Regions from separate parts of the Pan troglodytes genome. Here region 2 is linked to region 1. Evidence: chromatin contacts called from public Hi-C data. All regions are on one chromosome and are shown on one strand. Each heading gives the region's core, a stretch centred on a gene start, on an enhancer-like site or on the middle of the called end of the contact. The rest is flanking DNA. Distances are from core to core; before and after follow the strand shown.

Region 1 (2,790 bases), core at 191-2,690:
CCCAGCTATCCGGGAGGCTGAGGCAGGAGAACTGCTTGAACCTGGGAGGTGGAGGTTGCAGTGAGCTGAGATCATGCCACTGCACTCCAGCCTGGGTGACAGAATGAGACTCCATCTCAAAAAACAAAAACAAAAACAAACAAAAAACAAAAAAACAAAAACACCATTCGAGGTAGGACTCGGCTGGAGGGATGAGATGGGGACAGATGGACCCCATGGGAATGATGCATCCCTCCGCAGTCCTGTCCCCTCTGCCCTGCCCCAGTGTCCGTGTCTTCCCCAGGCCTCCTCTCTGGTCTCCTCCAGCCCACTAAGGGTATGGACTCTAGGGGCTCAGGGGCTTTGGTCTGTTTCATTCCCTGTTGCTCCCCAAGCGCCTGGTGCTTAGTAGATGCTCAGTAAACATCCGAGGACTTCTGAAAGGAGGAGCTAGCAGGAGGTCATGGATCCTGAAGCTCAGAGGCCTAGCTTTCCTGCTGGGGAATCTGGGGAGAGTCGAGTCCCTCTGTCCTCGCAAAGCTGGTAAGTGAGGATCTGGGCTCCCTGGCCCACTGCCGGCTCCACGAGTAACCTGGGAAGCTCTTTAACGCACTAATTAATCTCCACCCCGTGGGGTGGGGATTATGGCACATATCTGCAGAGAAAAGAGCTGGCTGCCAGAGAGACAGACAGATTTGTTTCTTGCCTGAGAGGAGTCCTGGGCAGAGGGAAAGCAGTCTAGCAGCCGCTGACTCATGGTCGTGGCTGTGCAGCCAGGTCCTGGTGACACCCACGCCTCCATGGTGGGGCCACTGGGTCAGCCAGGAGCCAGGGTACTCCGTGGTGAGAAAACACCCATTCCCAAATTGAATTAGGGCATTTAAATAGCATCCTTGATGATCCCAGCCTCATCTCACCCAGTAAAACAAAACAAAACAAGACAAAACAAGAAACCCATGAGATGGGTTTGCTCAGCTTTCAACAAAGACAAATGACTCTGGGGTAGGTTGAACCATGGGAGGGCTTTCCCAGGGGAGAGCAGGATTCGAGAAACCTGGGCTTTCTGATGGAAATGACTTTGCAGCATCACCCACCTGCTCGCTCACTCATCCATCTAGCTACAAACCAGCCCCGCACCTAGCATCACCCACTGCTAACTCGCTCATCCATCCATGTACACACCAGCCCTGTGCTGAGCCTTCTCTCTGGGCCAGCTTCAGAGGAATCACCAGTTTCTGAGTTCTCAGGGGGCCTTCTAATGGAGGGAGCCCCGAAAATGGCCTTTGTCCACATGTGGGGCCTCGCTTTTCATTCTTTGTCTGTGAATGTCTTTTCTTCCAATTCACATCCACACGTCTCTTTGAGGAGGGCTGGAAAGGTGCAGTGCTGAGCTGTGTCTGGGAAGGCTTGCTGCTGGCCCCTCCGAGCCCCTCCCGCCCACACAGCCTGGGCTGGGAGCTGAGGTGAGTCACTGGGCTGCTCTCTGCGTTCACCCAGCGCCTGGCCAGGGCCCAGCTGCTGGGCTGGAGTGTGGCGGCCACCGTGGCCAGACAATTCAGGCTCCTGGAGGCGGGCAGGTTCAGTGGGCTGCCCCGAGCTCTGAGCTGGGGCCGGCTCCCCAGTCCTCCAGGCCTGGGTTCCCTCATCTGCACTGGGGCTGGCAGGACCCCTCCTTATGGCACATATAGGTAAAGGTACAGGGAGCGGGAAGGATGTCTAGCGATGCAGGAGCGAGCTTCTTCAGTCCCAGGGAAGACTGCACTGTTGTCCCCTAATCAGAATGTGCCTTCTTTCTCTAGGGGGATTTTATGTGGTTCCAATTTCTTCCCATTTCCTGAATAGTTTGCTAAAGTGGAACAAAGCCCAGCATATTTCATGAACATTCAGCTCCTCCAGTTTACTTTTAAAGAAAGTATTTCTCGTTGACATCTGGTTTTTCACAAGTTTCCTGATATGAATTATTGCCTGGAATTCTCACCTCTAAGATCAAGTCAGAATTTCTTTCCATCTTGCCTGTGGCCGAGCAGAGGGCTGGGCAGTGACGGGGAAATCCAAAACCCGGGAACTTCTGGGACTTGTCTGGGGTGGGAAGGGAGCTTTCGGGCGCCTTCTCCCAGGATCCCACCTACCCCAGTGTCCCTTGGCCCTGGGTGGGAGCCAGCTTGGCCCATGAAGGCAAAGAAGATCAGCTGGGGCCCACCTTCCTGTCTCAGGAAGGCAAAGAAGACCACCGAGGCGGCCCCCAGCTCCCTCGCTGGCCTGGCCTCCTCACCCCCCGGGACATGCAGAAGGGGGTTGGTGCTGGCCATCTTGGCTTCTGAGCTGGGGCAGGTGGGGGTTGGTGCTGGCCATCTTGGCTTCTGAGCTGGGGCAGGTGGGGGTTAGAGACCGTCCACGGGGCATGTCGGGAATGAACTCGCCTTGCCCCCAGCCCTCCAGCCCCCACAGGGTTTCTACTTCCTATGGCATTTCCAAATGGCCTCTGGTGGGCACTGTGTGCTGAAGACTTTGGGGATTACTGGCAGGCAGGGGATTGGCGGGGAGGGAGGCAGGGCTGGTCTTCTGCCCTCTGCCCTTTCTTTCTCTGCAGACACATTTTCTAAGACCCACTGTGTGCCAGACTGTGTGCTAGGCACACTGGACAGACTTGTGAATGATTCCCTTTGTACACCCCGGCAGCCGCAGGCAAGGGATGACCATGGCTGTTTCAAGGGCGAGAGGCTGCAGCTCCATCCTCTGTCTGCCCCAGTCCTGGTCCCAGCGGGATGCCAGGGCTTGGCTTGGCTTGGCTTGGCTCTGGTTGTGTCTCCC
Region 2 (2,700 bases), core at 89-2,588, 520 kb after region 1:
TAGGGGGTATTAGGGTCCCCGCAGAGCAGAAGGAGACGTGGTTTCACACATCGGGTGGGGGAGGGTGTAGTTACTGGCCTTGGTATAAAATGTATTCATTCCTGTGGGTGGTAATACATTTTTTAAGCCTGTAATTATATTGATTTAGTTAATTTGGGATCTTATGAAAAACAGAAAGTTAAAAACACTATTACTTATAATTACACAACCAAAAATAAATCCTGTGTGTGCATGGACAGATACAGATATAAATACTCACACAAACACAGATAGAAATTTCCTCCCAGCCTCCCAGGCTTGCTTTTTTTGCTTTAGAACAAGTGTTATATTTTCTTCTGACGTTAAAAATAATGAATGTTCATTGTAGAACATTTGGAAAACACACACAAAATATCAAGAGTATAAATATCTCTCAAAAAGCCCCCCAGTCCTCCGTGGTAACAACTGTTAGTTTTTTGTATTTCCTTCTAGTCCTTTTAAATTAATTTGTAACATGCTTATTTTTCTGATTGTTGAATAAACTAATGCTCATTGTAGCAAATTCAAAAACAAAACCTAGAAAAACTTACAAGCATTGCAGAAAATTCGAGATGACAGAAAAGGGCAAAAGAGGGTTCGATGCATCCGTGTCGCACCCGGAGGGTGAGCGCCTAGGACCCTGGGCTCTCTCCCGCCACGCAGCTTTCCTGGACACTTGGCTCTCCGGTGAACAGTACAGGAGATGCAGCAAGTGTGGCTTCACAGTGATGTGTGTCCTGTTTAAATGTCCTTCAAAATATGGTGCCAAGGTGGGGTGGGATGTTGGTGACAAAGGTCTTTGGAGTTGGAAAGCAGGGAGCCTGGTCTGAGGCAAACATGGAAACTGAGGCCCAAGACGACGCAGAGCAGTGCTTGCCCAGCGCCTCCGTGGCGGGCGCTGTGCACGAGCCACTGCCTGTACTCCTGGCCCCACCTCAAGTGGCGTCCTCTTGCCAACCTGCTTTATAGCTGGGGAAACTGAGGCTCGGACAGAGAAGTCACTCTCCCAAGGCCACACGGGAATGAGTGGCAGGGCTGGCATTGGGGTCCCTGGCCCCTAGACTCTACGTGGACAGAGACTGAGTCTGGGGCCCCTAGACCTGAGCCGTTCCCTGGTGCAGGCTGCTGACGGAGATGGGGCCTAGGACCCACACTCCTCGGAGCCAGGGGCAGCCCTGGGGCGCCTCTGTTCGCAGCAGCATCTTGGGGCGGCAGGAGGACAGAGCCGCTGCCCCGCCTGTCCCGCTTGGACCCTCAGAGTAGACCCCGCTGCGGCTGCCCGTCCAGGGCCGACTTCCAGGAAAAAATGGCCCTCTGCTGCCCCCTAGAGCCTGGCGTCTCGGCAGTGCAGTCGCATCTGCGGAGCGTCTCTATGGGAGCCAGTCTACCACCGCCCAGGGGGCCGGGACCCTTGCTGGGCCTGCTCTGCTGGCAGGAGCTGGAGTTGGCGGAAGTGAAGAGAGTGATCAAAAGATGCTCTTGGTGGGGAGAGTCAACCCCCACCCCACTGTGCACCTACTGTCGGGAAGAGGCCACCCGCTACGCTAGGGAAGCTGGTGGGAGTGTAGGATCCAGGTCCGAGGCACACACTCACTGGTACACACGCTCACACATACACACAAACAGACACACATACGCTTACACGCTCATGTATTCACTCTCAAACTCGCAGATTTGTACACACTCACACACTCTCTCACACACATAGGCCAACCTATCTTGCAAACAGCACTGGGTTTAGGGGAGTCTAAGTTTTGTAAATATCTTAAGAATTAAAAATAAGGTCTGATAGAGGCCCCAGGAATAAACCCATATAAATATGGCCGAGGGATGTTTGACGTCGGTGCCAAAACAACTCACTGAGGGGAGGGCTTATTCATCCAATAAAAATGAACCTCAACCTAAACCTCACACCCGATAGAAAAATGAACTCAAAATTGCCTAGATTTAAATGTCGCATGTAAAAATTATAAACCTTTTAGAAAAACCACAGGAGAGAATATCTAGGGCTAGGAGAGGAGTCCTCAGACTTCACACTGAAAGCCAGTCAAAAGGAAAGTTGATAAATTGGGCTTCATCAGGATCAGCCACTTTCGCTCTGTGAAACACCCATGTTACGAAGATGAAAGGCAAGCTACAGAGTGAGAGAAAGTATTTGCAAACCACATATCCAACAAGGACCAGTACCTAGACTAGAGGAAGAACACTCAACAGCAAGGAAACAAACCATCCAGTTAGGAAATGAGCAGAACTGAAAAGACGTTTCACCAGGAGAATGGACGAATGACAGGTAAGCACACGAAAAGTTGACAAACACCATCAGCCGCCAGGGAAGCCCACAGCCAGACATCCCTGCACACCTATCAGAATGGCTGACATTAAAAATAGCGCCAGCATGAAGTACCGGTGAGGATGCAGGGAAGGACACTGGATCACTTACGCATGGCTGAGGAGACTGGAGAATGCCACAGGTGTTCTGGAAAACACTTCAGCAGTTTCTTAACCAACTCAACATGCAACGACCAGAGGACTGAGCACTTGCACTCATGGCGGTCATATCAGAGAAATGAAGACTTCCGTTCACACAAAAACCTGTATGTGTCTGTTCATAGCAGTGTTATTCATAAAGGCCAGAAACTCAAACCGCCCAGGTGCCCTGCAGTGGGTGAATGTTTGCACAGG

The links. Hi-C and Micro-C count contacts between places; a contact is called where the count stands out from the background.
Region 2: a Hi-C map of stem cell-derived neural progenitor cells shows a contact between it and region 1, with 2.4 times the contacts expected there. The contact joins two enhancer-like sites. A contact is called at or near these places in 2 of 7 Hi-C or Micro-C datasets (induced pluripotent stem cells and stem cell-derived neural progenitor cells).

What each region holds. Positions count from the first base shown.
Region 1 is chr3:7,531,416-7,534,205 of NHGRI_mPanTro3-v2.0_pri, forward strand. The region is part of intron 1 of SORCS2 (sortilin related VPS10 domain containing receptor 2); the gene reads left to right. Among named protein-coding and RNA genes, the nearest start is that of SORCS2, 15 kb to the left of the region's middle. Within about 2 kb of position 1,441, at least 5 of the 24 cell types and tissues checked have an H3K27ac peak or open chromatin away from gene starts, as enhancers often do. A contact at or near this core is called in stem cell-derived neural progenitor cells, where this site is marked.
Region 2 is chr3:8,048,028-8,050,727 of NHGRI_mPanTro3-v2.0_pri, forward strand. The region is part of intron 18 of SORCS2 (sortilin related VPS10 domain containing receptor 2); the gene reads left to right. Among named protein-coding and RNA genes, the nearest start is that of AFAP1, 220 kb to the right of the region's middle. Within about 2 kb of position 1,339, at least 2 of the 24 cell types and tissues checked have an H3K27ac peak or open chromatin away from gene starts, as enhancers often do. A contact at or near this core is called in stem cell-derived neural progenitor cells, where this site is marked.